2 separate regions of the Muntiacus reevesi genome follow, and region 2 is linked to region 1. Evidence: chromatin contacts called from public Hi-C data. All regions are on one chromosome and are shown on one strand. Each heading gives the region's core, a stretch centred on a gene start, on an enhancer-like site or on the middle of the called end of the contact. The rest is flanking DNA. Distances are from core to core; before and after follow the strand shown. Region 1 holds the start of RAB5A (RAB5A, member RAS oncogene family). Region 2 holds the start of ZNF596 (zinc finger protein 596).

Evidence for each region. A called contact is a pair of places that touch in the nucleus more often than the background predicts.
Region 2: a contact with region 1 is called in a Hi-C map of blood, with 2.3 times the contacts expected there. The contact joins the promoter of ZNF596 here to the promoter of RAB5A in region 1. A contact is called at or near these places in 2 of 3 Hi-C or Micro-C datasets (blood and muscle).

Annotation. Positions count from the first base shown.
Region 1 is chr8:36,015,171-36,022,664 of mMunRee1.1, forward strand. RAB5A (RAB5A, member RAS oncogene family) reads left to right here and starts at 3,313. Exons shown (of 6, transcript XM_065942929.1): 1 at 3,313-3,643; 2 at 6,631-6,886. The coding sequence starts at 6,724.
Region 2 is chr8:36,291,344-36,298,837 of mMunRee1.1, forward strand. ZNF596 (zinc finger protein 596) reads right to left here and starts at 2,768. Exons shown (of 9, transcript XM_065942599.1): 1 at 2,127-2,768; 2 at 1,828-1,924.

The DNA of each region.
Region 1 (7,494 bases), core at 2,063-4,562:
TTTTAAATTGCATAAAATGGAGAAAATATATAAAGTTGAATATAACAGTAACTTTGCAAAAACAAAGTTAACGCTACCTCTGGGGAAAAGAACTGGAAAAAGAACTAAGTAGTCAGAAGACAGGAGTGAGACTTTTCAACATAAATCATTTGAATTTTGATTCACAAGAACAAACTAATGACAAAATTAAAATGTGAAACGTGTGGATGGCATAAAAATGAACACAGTGGTGCTAACTTTGGAACGTGAGTGACTTGAACTTTTATTTAAAAATACTTTCATCCTTATAATAGCCAGGACATGGAAGCAACCCAGATGCCCATCAGCAGATGAATGGATAAGGAAGCTGTGGTACATATACACCATGGAATATTATTCAGCCGTTAAAAAGAATTCATTTGAATCAGTTCTAATGAGATGGATGAAACTGGAGCCCATTATACAGAGTGAAGTAAGCCAGAAAGATAAAGAACATTACAGTATACTAACACATATATACGGAATTTAGATAGATGGTAGCGATAACCCTATATGCAAAACAGAAAAAGAGACACAGAAGTACAGAACAGACTTTTGAACTCTGGGGGAGAACGTGAGGGTGGGATGTTTTGAAAGAACAGCGTATATATTATCTATGGTGAAACAGACCACCAGCCCAGGTGGGATGCATGAGTCAAGTGCTCGGGCCTGGTGCACTGGGAGGACCCTGAGGAGTCGGGTGGAGAGGGAGGTGGGAAGGGGGATAGGGATGGGGAATACGTGTAACTCTATGGCTGATTCATATCAATGTATGACAAAACCCACTGAAATGTTGTGAAGTGATTGGCCTCCAACTAATAAAATAATATTAAAAAAAATAAATAAATAAAAATAAAAATACTTTCATCTTATTTTCCTTAAAAATCAATACATAAGGGAGTTCTATATCTGTCAAGTACCACACATTTTATAATAGAATGCTTACATCGTACATATCCTGACCCTAAACTACCAATTCAGAATACAGGTGGCACTGAAGCAAGATTTGTACTTAATCCCAGCTGTCAGGCAATCAATACTGATGACCTCACAACAGGGCTATAAATAATAAACAGCAAACTGAAAAAAACATCCCTCAGCCTGAGGAAAAATCAATTTAACACTCTACCAAATTCCAAAAGGATTTTTGTTTTGTTTGGTTTCAGATGCCCAGACTGCCTGGTGTCTGAGATTGTAGTGAAACAGTTTTTAACTTTTTATTTTATATTGGAGTATTGCCAATTAACATTGTTTGTGATAGTTTCAAGTGGGACTCAGCCATACAAATATGTGTATCCATTCTCCCCTGAGTGGCTTCTCAGGTGTCACAGTGGTGAAGAATCCACCTGCCAATGCAGGAGATGCAAGAAATTCGTATTTGATCCCCGGGTCCAGAAGAGACCCTGGAGTAGGAAATGGCAACCTTCTCCAGTACCCTTGCCTGGAACATTCCATGGAGAGAAGCCTGGCAGGTTACAGTCCCTGGCGTTTCAAAAAGCCTGACAGCACTCAATGGCGAACACACATTCTCCTCCAACTCCCCTCCTAGCGGGGCTGCATTTTACATTGAGCAGAGCTCCCTGGACTACACAGTAGGTGCTTGTTGGTTATGCGTTTAAAATACAGCAGTAATAGCCAGGACATGGAAGCAGCCTAGATGCCCATCAGCAGATGAATGGATAAGGAAGCTGTGATACATATACACCATGGAATATTACTCAGCCGTTAAAAAGAATTCATTTGAATCAGTTCTAATGAGATGGATGAAACTGGAGCCCATTATACAGAGTGAAGTAAGCCAGAAAGATAAAGACCAGTACAGCATACTAACACATATATACGGAATTTAGAAAGACACTATATGCAAAACAGAAAAAGAGACACAGAAGTACAGAACAGACTTTTGAACTCTGTGGGAGAAGGTGAGGGTGGGATGTTTTGAAAGAACAGCATGTATATTATCTATGGTGAAAGAGATCACCAGCCCAGGTGGGATGCATGAGACAAGTGCTCGGGCCTGGTGCACTGGGAAGACCCAGAGGAATCGGGAGGTGGGAGGGGGGATCGGGATGGGGAATACGTGTAACTCTATGGCTGATTCATATCAATGTATGAGAAAACCCACTGAAATGTTGTGAAGTAATTAGCCTCCAACTAATAAAAAATAAAATAAAATAAAATACAGCAGTGTGTACATGTCCATTCCAAACTCCCTATCCCCTCCCTCCAACCTTCCCTCCTGGCAAACATGTTAGTTCTCTAACTTCCTGCAAAGGAAGCTAATGAATGTCTTGGGTTCTTTAACCGAACTGTGCTTAGGAACTCAGGTTCCGAGCCAGTCTGCAATTTAAAGACGATTTCAGCACCTACTCCGCCGCGATTCTGGACAAGTTACACAATCTCCGTGTCTTGAATTCTTTACCAGTTAAACAGGCAGGGCACATTTACGAATTCCACAAACAGGACTGAAGACTTCCAGGCTGTCAGTCACTGTGCTAGACAGCAGCGAGACCACTCTGTGGAGGTCATATTCCAATGGAGGAAGTTGGAATAGTCTCAGAGTGAAAGCCTCCTAGCGTAGGAAGAAAAATGGATTGATTCCTGTGAAGAATTTAGTACAAACACTAACCCATGACAGGAAATTCTCTGTAAAAGCTACCTATTATTTCATAATGTGCCCTTCTCCACCCCAAACTGGTAAAACTCTCGGGAGAAGCAGATTATTAGGGAAGACCTCCCCGCCTAAAGACGCCTCTGGGTCACACCCTCCTCCCCGGAGTAAACGCCCCTCACCAGCCTTCACCCACCCATCCACCCCCAAGGTCGCGCGTCAGGAGCCTCTCTCTGCCAGAAAAGTCTACCGAGCTAGCAGAGTCGGTGGTGCAGGGTAAGGGGCGGGGGACACCGCGCCAACAGTGACAGCCCTACGTCGGCCCGAACTCTCCAGGGTGCCCCCGAGAGCAGAGCAGCTAAAGAACCCCTCGCTGCCGTTCCCAGCCCTCGGCCTGAAGGCGCCCCAAGCCGCCAGGCGAACAATGGTGCGGGCGAGGGCGGGGCTGCGCGCGCAGGGGCCGCAGGGGCTGGGAGGTGGCCCGCGGCTGGACCCGCCCCACGGCGGGCGGGGGTCACGTGACCCCATGCGGCCCCGCCCCGCCAGGAAGGGCTCTGGGAGCCGGCGGGGGCGCGGACGGAGCGGGCGGGCGGGCGACGGCGGAAGTGACGGAGGGGCGCGCCTCGCTACGTGCGGCGACGTGGCGGCGAGGCCGGCGCCCGGCGGCGGAAGTGGCTTTCGCGCTGAGACTGGAGTGTTTGTGTTTTGGTTTGCGGAGGCGCCGGCGGCGGGCCTGAGGGGAGGAGGGAGGAGGAGGAAGAATCAGTGGGAGCTCGAGCGCCGGGCGGCGGCTGCGGAGGAGGAGGAGGAGAAAGGAAAGAGGAAGGCGGAGCGGAGAGAGGCGGGGACGGAGCCCGACGGGGGCGGCACCGCGGCGAGATCCCCGCACCGTCCAGTCTGAGGGGAGCGGCGCGACTGGAGGACGCGCCGCCGCCGCTTCAGGCCCCGCTTGGGCTACGCCTGGAACCTGCAGCCGGAGCTTCGGCGCCGCGGCTTAGCGCGCTGCGAGCCCAGGTAGCCCCGCCGGCCTTCCGCCCGCGAAGCGGGTCAGAGCCCCGGTGGTCCGCGGGCCCCACCGTCACAGGGGCCCCCAGCCTTCCTGCTCGCGCCGGAGCCCCGAACCGGAGAGCCGCCGGACGTGGTGTCTCGGCCCGGCGGCTCCGGTGGCCCTCTGAAGGGGCCCCGGAGGCCAGGGTTTGGCGACCGGCCGAGGGAGCGGCGGGTGTCACCCCGTTCCCTTCTCAAGATGGCGCCGCGAGAGCGGCCCGGAGGCCGCGGCGCCTCTGCCCTGTCCCGGCAGCCGGGTGGGGTGTCCGCAGCCGGAGTCGGGCCGGGTTCGGGGAAGAGGCAGTAGGGATGCGCGCGGGCCGGTGGGCCTGCCTACTGGCCGGTCGGAGCTGCTGCGGGTGGCTCCTGTGTTCCCCGAGGAGGAACCTGGGCCTCTGGCAGGTGTGAATTCGGGGAGCTCCGCCCACCCCGGCTCCCCGAGCCGGGTAATGGAGGGAGGCGGCGGCCCGGGGAGCCCGGCTGTCTGGGGACTCTTGTCTTCGCTCTGGAAGGTGGTGTTTCAGGTGAAGAGCCTGAAAACAACCTGACACAGCTAGGCCGCCGAAGCCGTCAGACGGTAGAGCCCTTTGAACGTGCTCTGCTGTTCGCCTCCCTGCAAACTGGCTGCTCTCTGAAGACTTGCAGACTTTTTAAGCTCTGAACGTCATAATTCACATTGGTTTTTGTCTTTTGCTGAAGTGAAGCCTAAGTGTCCAATCAGTTGCCTTTCATATAACTAGTGGGGGAAAACAACCACATGGACACCACTGCGATAATTCTTGGCAGTTCAGAAACTTAATTCTTAATATAAAATGGGGATCATAAGAGCTTCTTAAGGTTGCTGTAAGCCTAATTCGTGGAATGGTGATTGGCAAAAAATAAGTGCCTAGTAAATGTTAGCTGATGTTATGAATTCAATTTTAATCAAAGAGCACCCAGAAGGACTTTAACTACAGAATAGCAGTTATTTTCAAAAGATTTAAAATGCATTTTCTGCAAAATCTTTGGTTTTGGAACACAAAAGTTTGTAATGAATATTACAGAATATAACTTTTAACCTTAATGTAGTGCTATTTATATTCATAATTAGATTTAGTTAATATTTTTGTTGGAGGCCTTTGGAGGGAACTATAACCAAAGCTAAATTTTTTTTTCCCCTTTAATGAGCATCTGGTGTTTTCCCTGAAATTTCAGGAGCACTATAGGAATTCAGAGCATGTTGTCCTTGATGAGTAACTCAGTTTGCTGTTTTGTAGGTAATAGTTGGGAAGTGTTTCAGTTGCTGTTGTGTGTAATGTGTGAAGGTTTGTTGGTACATTTTCAGTTTACATGACATTTTGTTGATATTTGGTCATTATTTCATCAAAGGGGCACTTTAATTGCCTATTTTCAATCGCTGCTATGTGTTGACCACTGTATCAGAAATATTTTACGTATATATTCTCTTAATTCTCACAGCAGTTATGAAAATTGGATATTCTGGAGTAGAGAGCTTGAAATGAAAGCACTTGCTCCAACAGAAATTAGTACAGCTATATCGAATTAGATCCCCAAATGTAGTATGTTTGGGAGTGGTGGGAGGATAGATGTGAGATTGGAGCATTTTTTTAATCACAGAAAATTCTTTATGCAGAAGTAGGAAGAATAGTATAATGAACCCATCAACTAGCTTCAGTTATCTTGTTTTATTTATATCCCCATTGTTTGGGAGCAACTCAGATCTATTATTTCATTTGTAAATATTTTAGGTACAGTATGTATTACTGAAAGATAAGAGGTCTTCAACACTGCCGTTTAGATAAAGTAGAGGTGATTTTATTGTCTTGGATGTATGATCTCATAGATACGTTTATTAATGAGTTCACTGTTAAGGGAGATTCTTGTATAAACTCATTTCATGGGTGAGACAGATTTCTTAGGAGGTATCTAAATGAAATCCAACAGTGACTTGAGAAGGAGAATCGTCATATTTAATGTTATTAGCACATGGTCAGATTTTGATTAAAAGTAGAAGAAAGCTATTATAGTTGATTTGTGAGTAGCTTAGAAAATAATTTTTTAAAAGTTTGCTGATTACTTTGAGAATTATCATTATTAAATGATAAAAGAAGACTTAGAAGTTTAGCTTTAGGCTAGTTTTTTGTAAGCGTGTTAAATAGAAAATAATGACACGTTTAATTGTTAGCCCCAAAACTACAGAAGAGTAGAAGTAAATAAGACACTAATTCACTCACTATCCGGAGAACCGCTGTTGACACTTCCACGAATGATGTATTTTAGAACATGAGAATACAGTATTAAATCCTTTAGCCACCAGAAATAGATCTACTTAAAATATTTGTTGCTCCAAAGATACCATTCAATAAAAAGCATGTGCCATTTAAAAGGAGCCTTCAAATAATAGTGGCTGACTTTTATTGAACTTACTGTTTTAAGCTCTGTTCTAAGATTTTTCCCTTAATTGACTTAATTTTACTCAAAACCGTTTTAACCTAAGTAGTTGAGTTCCAGAACCAGAACTAGTCACCTTTCAGGTTGCATGGGTTGAAACTCAGTTCTGTTGAAGCTCTCTCACAGTAACTGTGTGACCTTAGTCAAGTTAGCTAACCTTTCTGTGCCTGTTTCCTTATTTTTTAAGGATTGGAATAGGCAACTTTATAGGATTGTTGAGTGGCTATGTTAAATAATTAAAACCATCTAGCACAAAATTGAGTCTTTAATAAAGGTTAGGTTTAAAATGTTTACAGAGCCTTAAAAATTACAGTATGATTTTAGGGTCAAAGCTCGTGCCTTTACTTATTAATCAAGGCAGTGAATTAAATGACAGTGTCCAATAGAGGTTATAATTGTCATGTATTAATGTGTTACAGGCAAAATTTTAAAGTGATAATATGAGGTTTGCTTTGTTTTGCTGATTTGTATTCTTAATTACTTTATATTTGTTTTTTTTACAGGTTTCTTTACCTCCAGAAAGAAAAGAATTGACACCTTGCATCCTGGAAGTTCATTTAAGAAACTGAAATTAGGGACTTCTTTCAAATTTGGACATGGCTAATCGAGGCGCAACAAGACCCAACGGGCCAAATACTGGAAATAAAATATGCCAGTTCAAACTAGTACTTCTGGGAGAGTCTGCTGTTGGCAAATCGAGCCTTGTGCTTCGTTTTGTGAAGGGCCAGTTTCATGAATTTCAAGAGAGTACCATCGGGGGTGAGATTTTCTTTTACCCTTTCTTCATTTAATTGACTCATACATTGACAAATAAGGTGTTGCAGTTATGATTGTATAATGATGGGTACCTAAATAGGTCACAGAGTGAATAAAAGAGCTGAGCTGCAGACTCAAGCTTTATAGCTTGATTTTTGATAAGATAATGTGTTTTAATATTTTGACTTCCTGGCTGTCTCCAAGATGATAAAATACAGATGCAAATATGAGTAGAATCAGTGTCCCAAGTCTCAGATTTGATTGGTATCTTTCTTGATAATGTTTAAAAGCGTTTTCAAATTATCACGTCTGCTGAATTGTGTTGGCTTTAGAATGAATGGTGAAAATAGTAAAAGTAAAGAGTAAAAGAGTTACCATTAAAATTCTAAATAACTGGACTATTTACAAATTACACTGATTTGCAAAATTAGTTACATTTTATTAAACATGTTTAAGAATGTTCCTAGCGTGAGGGAGGAGAAGTGAGTGATTAATGAAGAGGGACATGAAAGGGAAATGGGACCTGGAGAGAAAGTGAAAGAAAAGGGGAAAGAGGTGGCATCAAGACTGCTTATAGGGACGGTGTTCAGAGGGGAAGGAAGGTGTGGGAC
Region 2 (7,494 bases), core at 1,518-4,017, 280 kb after region 1:
TATTGACTGCATGGTGTTCAGTTCCTGCCTCTAGTCAATGTCTGGGCATGCAGCATTGCTCATGATGGCCCCCCGAATGGAACCATGTCCCAAGTCCCATGTCACTGGCTGACAGTGAGAGAGAATTGGTCTGGAGATGGGAGAGGCCATAGATGAGTGAGGAAATGTCTTAGGCAGGACACCTGAGAGTCAGATTTTAGCATGTCCTAAGAACAGCATTACAGGAAAGAGAGGGCAGATCAACCAGCAGATAATACGAACTTTCCCAGATAAAGATTTACTCCTGACTTCTCATCTTTTCCCTCCTCTGAGTGTCTTGCTCAGGCCAGAAGTCAGTCCTCAGTGTTGGCAATGTGCCATTCATGCCTTCAAATAACTTCTCCCCTTTCTGGCCACAACCACACATGTAGGGGAGAAATTCAACATTTAGAAAAAATGGTCCTCTGCGTCTGCTGAACTATTACGAAACAGGGCCAATAAACTCCTACATGGGCACCAACAGCTAAGTTTCTCTGCCCCTCTATGCTGTAAAGCCCACACATCACACGGCAGACATGGGAAGGCGAGTTGGTACAACCCTCCCTTTCAAGTCACTCCTCACAGTGTCTTCCAGCACCTGCTGAGCACAGCATCGCCAGGTAGGATGGGCAGAGGTCTCCTCCTCTCCTGTTGCTGAGCTTCCCAGGCTCTCTTTCACTCTCTAACATCCAAAGTACATCCCCCTTTCTCCTCCAAGTTCCCTTTCCTGAACCAAGTGCCACCTCCTCCTTGGAGAAATACCTCTGTTCTGTGCTTAGTTTAAAAAATCTTGATCCTTCCCTACCAGTTGCCTTTTGACTACGTGAGAATGTGTCCTGAGGCACATGGAAAGACAAATGAACAGGAAAGAGGAACCGTTACTGGCCTCACAGGCATGGGGTGGTCGGGGATCATTCTCACCCCTGCCCCTAAAGATTCCAGATCTCATTTCATTTTCCTGAGCAAGGGCAAGTTGTCTTTCATGGTTGTAATCATCTTGATTAAAACAATTTAATTTCTATTTTCCACAATAGATATTGAAATATACAATTCTATGAATATATAAAAAGTATAACATTAAGAACACTTTTAAGTAATGGCATTGGGAAACACAAAAGTTCAGCTATGAAAATAGCTCTGAGTAACGTACTCATCATGAACAAATGAGATCTGTGAGAACAAAGTTCTAGAATCATTCAGTCTATCGTTCAATATTTCCCAAACAAACAAAAAAATAAAGGAAATTTGAAGAGAGCATATGCGTAGTTGAAAACTGTAGCTCACAGACCAATAAATTAAAAACTCACATACAGAAGAAAGAATGCTGTTGAACAATGGACCAATTGTTTAAACTACCTAGTACTGACTTTTAAGACAAAAGTCATTAATATCCCTACCAAGTGCACACCGAAATAGTGTACAAATTATTTACTAAGCACCAGAGAATACTTTTAGTACATAATAATGACAAGAAAAGGACCGAGGTCTCATGATCTGAATCTGACACAATACACTTAAAGTAATTTGGAAAATTTTAGAGGATGAGATGGTTGGATGGCATCACCGACTCCATGGACATGAGTTTGAGGAAACTCCGGGAGTTCGTGATGGACAGGGAGGCCTGGCGTGCTGGGGTCCATGGGGTCGCAAAGAGTCAGAGACGACCGACCGACTGAACTGAACTGAACTGAATGAATCTGGAACCTATCCTTTTACTTTTCTCAACTGCTACTGCTAGTGAAAGTCCCCTCCTCCATTCTGTCCTTGGCTATCTCCGTACTGATCTCCTTTTTGTCTGTTTTCATGTACCATAATGCCTCTTACGGCTTCCGCGGTGGGTCAGCTGGTAAAGAATCCGCTTGCAATGCGGGAGACCTGAGTTCGATCCCTGGGTTGGGAAGATCACCTGGAGAAGAGAAAGGTTACCCATGGGAGAATCTGTACAGTCCAAGGGGTCGCAAAGAGTAGGACACACTGAGCAATTTTCTCACTTCACACACGTTGCTTCTTATTCAGTCACTTTCCTTTCTTACCGGTATTTTGTCTCTCCAGTTCCACTGCACCCACCTCCCTCCCTCCTCTATTCTACTTTTCAAGTCCTCACTCACCTTTACTTCTTCCGTCTCCTGGTTCAGTCTCGGCCTCACCGCCCCATTCGACACCCATGGAATGGAGCAAAGATGCTCTGCTCAGGAGGACACTGTCCCGTGAGGGAGCGATACCCGTGCCGGCAGATAGGACTTGGGACAGAAGGTCACGGGGCGTCACTGGACAGGGCCGATGCCCTCCCCAAGGGGGCTCAGGGGCCTTACTGAGGCGGTGACTGCGGAGCGAGCGGCGGGGCCGGGCCGCTTCTGGAGAAGACGGGGGACTGAGGATTCGCGGGGCCGCGGGAGGGCGCGGAGTCCCGGGCGGCCCCGGGGGGCGCAGAGGGCGAGAGCTCACGTTGCGAGTGGAGACCTGACACAGCGTGGTTCGGGGCGGGACCCCGTGAAGAGACCGTAGGCCGGAAGGCCGGACCGGAATGGCCCCGGATCCGGAAACGGACGCGACTCGAACCCGGCAGCGGAGCTCCCGGCATCGCGAGTCTCAGGGGTCTCCAGGCCAGCGGCGCGAGAGCGGGTCTGTGACGTCGGCAGGGACTCGGGCCCTGGTGTGAAGGAAGAGGTGGGGCGGAGCCGAGGAGCGCGAGAAGTGCCCAGGACCACACTCACCCTAGAGGCCCTGCGCTCCCGACATCCGCTTCCGGGTCCGCGGGCAATTACGTAAGGGGGCGTGGCCTTAGTCAGGGGGCGGTGGGGCCGGGGTGGGGCGGAGTCTCGGAAGGCCTCGCCCAGGGTGGGCGTGTCCTGAGCGCGGAGGGAGGCTGGAGCGGCGTGGGGCGTGTCCTCTCGGTGAACATTACGTGCGCGGTTGGAGCCCTCCGGCCGAGCCTTCCCGTCCTGCCCTCCGCCGGTTCCTGATCCGCAGGTGCGGGCTGACACACCTCAGTCTTCTGTCTTTGGCTGTGCGGGCGGTGGGGCTGCTTCCTCCTGGCTTCGGGATCAAGTGTTTCGAGCTACTCCAGATCGGAGCTGACAGTTGTGAGGCCTTTCCTAGTGAATGCTGGGATGTTTCCCTGTTACCGTGTGGAAAACGGGTTACGTTGAAATCACCTCTCGCTCCTGGAGACTCCCGTGAGGACTCGGCCTCAGGCGGGGACCTGGCTGGGCCCAGCTGGGTCCTGCGGTTCCTGCCCTCCCTGCGCTCGAAATGGTCTGAGCTGGCGATGGAAACCAAAAGGAACAGGGTTTCCCTTTCTGTCCCCATTCACCAGGGAGGCAGCACGAGCCCTGGGCTCATCACCGGGGACTTCATATCATGTCCATGATAGTGTGGACAATCTCCTAATTCAAGTCATTAATTTCTAAATATACGGTATTTTCACATTGACCTTATTCCCACGGCCATCTGAAATAGTGTTCAGTTCAGTTGCTCAGTCGTGTCCGACCCTTTGCGACCCCATGGACTGCAGCATGCCAGGCCTCCCTGTCCATCATCGACTGCGGGAGCTTGCTCAAACTCATGTTTATTGAGTTGGTGATGCCATCAACCATCTCATCCTCTGTCGTCCCCTGCTCCTCCTGCTTTCAGTCTTTCCCAGCATCAGAGTCTTTTCCAGTCAGTTCTTTGAATCAGGTGACCAAAGTATTGGAGCTTCAGCATCAGTCCTTCCAATGACTATTCAGGACTGCTTTCCTTTAGGATTGAGTGGTTGGATCTCCTTGCTGTCCAAAAGACTCTCAAGAGTCTTCTCCAACACCACAGTTCAAAAATATCAATTCTTTGGCACTCAGCTTTCTTTATGGTCTAACTCTCACATCCATACATGACTATTGGATAAACCACAGCTTTGATTAGATGGACCTTTGTTGGAAATGTTGTTGGAAAATAATGTTGTCAGAAAATGTCAGGAAATAGTGTTAAAGAAGAAATGTCAGTGACATTTGTTAAAGCTGGTAAAATAAAATTTGTAAACATAAAATTATCTGTGTTTGTTTGGGCCTTCTCCCTCCATAATGTGCCTGTGAGTTTGCATGCACATTAACCAGAGCTCCTCAAAGATGAGATTGCCTGCTCAACCACAATATTGCCTTTTTTTCCTTTTCTTTTGAAGCTAGCAATTGTTGTTATTTAGTCCCTAAGCTGGACTTCGCTGGTGGCTCAGACGGTAAAGAGTCTGCCTACAATGTGGGAGACTTGTATCCCTGGGTCAGGAAGATCCCCTGGAGAAGGAAATGGCAACCCACTCCAGTATTCTTGCCTGGAAAATCCCATGGATGGAGGAACCTGGTAGGCTACAGTCCTTGGGATCGCAAAGAGTAGGACACGACTGAGAGACTTCACTTTCACTTTCAGTCACTAAGTTATGTCTGTTTGCGACCCCATGGACTGCAGCACCCCAGGCTTCCTTGTCCTTCACTATCTCTCCGAGTTTGCTCAAACTCATGTCCATTGAGTCAGTGATGCCATCCAACCGTCTAGTCCTCTGATGCCTGCTTCTCCCTCTGCCCTCAATGTGTCCCAGCATCAGGGTCTTCTCCAAGGAGTCAGCTCTTGGAATCAAATGGCCAAAGTATTGGAGCTTCAGCTTCAGCATCAGTCCTTCCAATGAATATTCAGGGTAGATTTAACTTGTTAAAAGAATAGTGTTCTTTTCTGGCTCTGTAGGAGGCAGTGGTGACTTGCTGCTTGCTATGTTTGAGTTTACCTGGCTATGTATCTTTGGTGAACTTTCTGTAAAATATCAGTGTATTATTTTGAGGCATGATCCTTTGTCTCAAAAATGTATATGACCATGCCCTCAATTTCTAACAGGCAGAACAGACTCAGAGCTTTCTGAGAATCTGCTTCCAAGTCTATAATCCTCAGTATGGCTCCAATAAAAATTCCCTCTTTTCTTCTTAATTCTTAATTGAATTTTCCTCAGCAAAGCAAAATAAGGAAGATTTTATTCTGGGGTGGGCTGTGTCAACACTGGTAAAGGAACCAGTACAGTGGGATTTTTTATTGGGTGAGAGAGTTTAGGCTGAATAGAATGGGAAAGACCGGTAGCTGACTGTGGGTCAGGTCATGAACTCCTTATAGCAAAATTCAGACTTAAAGAAAGTAGGGAAAACCACTAGACCATTCAGGTATGACCTAAATCAAATCCCTTATGATTATACAGTGGAAGTGACAAATAAATTCTAGGGATTAGATCTGATAGACTGAGTGCCTGAAGAACTACATATGGAAGTTTGTGACTTTGTACAGGAGGCAGGGATCAAGACCATCCCCAAGAAAAAGAAATGCAAAAAAGCAAAATGGTTGTATGAGGAGGCCTTACAAACAGCTGTGAAAAGAAGAAAAGCAAAAGGCAAAGGAGAAAAGGAAAGGTATACCCATTTAAATACAGAGTTCCAAAGAATACCAAGGAGAGATAAGAAAGTCTTCCTCAGTGATCGTTGCAAAGAAATGATCCAGTTCGAATGAGATGGATGAAACTGGAGCCCATTATACAGAGTGAAGTAAGCCAGAAAGATAAAGACCGTTACAGTATACTAACACTTATTTATAGAATTTAGAAAGATGGTAAAGATAACCCTATATGCAAAACAGAAAAAGAGACACAGATGTACAGAACAGACTTTTGGACTCTGTGGGAGAAGGCGAGGGTGGGATGTTTCGAGAGAACAGCATCGAAACATGTATATTATCTATGGTGAAACAGATCACCAGCCCAGGTTGGGTGCATGAGACAAGTGCTTGGGCCTGGTGCACTGGGAAGACCTAGAGGGATCGGGTAGAGAGGGAGGTGGGAGGGGGGATCGGGATGGGGAATACATGTAAATCCATGGCTGATTCATGTCAATGTATGACAAAAACCACTACAATATTGTAAAGTAATTAGCCTCCAACTAATAAAAATAAATGATAAAAAAAAAACAGTAAAAAAAAATAGAAGAAAGCAATAGAATGGGAAAGATTATAGATCTCTGCAAGAAAATCAGAGATACCAAGGGAATATTTCATGCAAAGATGAGCACAATAAAGGACAGAAATGGTAGGGATCTAACAGAAGCAGAAGATATGAAGAGGAGATGGCAAGAATACACGGAAGATCTGTACAAAAAAAGATCTTTTTGATCTAGATAATCATGATGGTATGATCACTCACCTAAAGCCAGACATCCTGGAATGTGAAGTCAAGTGGGCCTTAGGAAGCATCACTACGAACAAAGCTAGTGGAGGTGATGGAATTCCAGTTGAGCTATTTCTTTTTTTTTTTTTTTTTTCAGTTGAGCTATTTCAAATCCTAAAAGATGATGTTGTGAAAGTGCTGCACTCAATATGCCAGCAAATTAGGAAAACTCAGCAGTGGCCATGGGACTGGAAAAGGTCAGTTTTCATTCCAATCCCAAAGAAAGGCAATGCCAAAGAATGCTCAAACTAATGCACAACTGCACTCATCTCACATGCTAGCAAAGTAATGCTCAAAATTCTCCAAGCCAGGCTTCAACAATACATGAACTGTGAACTTCCAGATGTTCAAGCTGGTTTTAGAAAAGGCAGAGGAACCAGAGATCAAATTGCCAGCATCTGCTGGATCATCGAAAAGCAAGAGAGTTCCAGAGAAACATCTATTTTTGCTTTACTGACTATGCCAAAGCCTTTGACTGTGTGGATCACAATAAACTGTGGAAAATTCTTCAACAGATGGGCATACCAGACCACCTGAGCTTCCTCTTGAGAAATCTGTATGCAGGTCAGGAAACAACAGTTAGAACTGGATATGCAACAACAGACTGGTTCCAAATAGGAAAAGAAGTACATCAAGGCTTTATATTGTCACCATGCTTATTTAATTTATATGCAGAGTACATCATGAGAAACGCTGGGCTGGAGGAAGCACAAGCTGGAATCAAGATTGCAGGGAGAAATATCAATAACCTCAGATATGCAGATGACACCACCCTTATGGCAGAAAGTGAAAAACTAAAGAACCTCTTGATGAAAGTGAAAGAGGAGAGTGAAAAAGTTGGCTTAAAGCTCAACATTCAGAAAACGAAGATCATGGCATCTGGTCTCATCACTTCATGGCAAATAGATGAGGAAACAATGGAAATAGTGACAGACTTTATTTTGGGAGGCTCCAAATTCACAGCAGATGGTGACTGCATCCATGAAATAAAAAGACACTTACTCCTTGGAAGAAAAGTTTATGACCAACATAGATAGCATATTAAAAAGCAGAGACATTGCTTTGCCAACAAAGGTCCGTCTTGTCAAGGCTATGGTTTTTCCAGTAGTCATGTATGGATGTGAGAGTTGGACTATAAAGAAAGCTGAATGCAGAATTGACGCTTTTTAACTGTGGTGTTGGTGAAGACTCTTGAGAGTCCCTTGAGGAGACTTGAGGAGATCCAACCAATCCTAAAGGAAATCAGTCCTGAA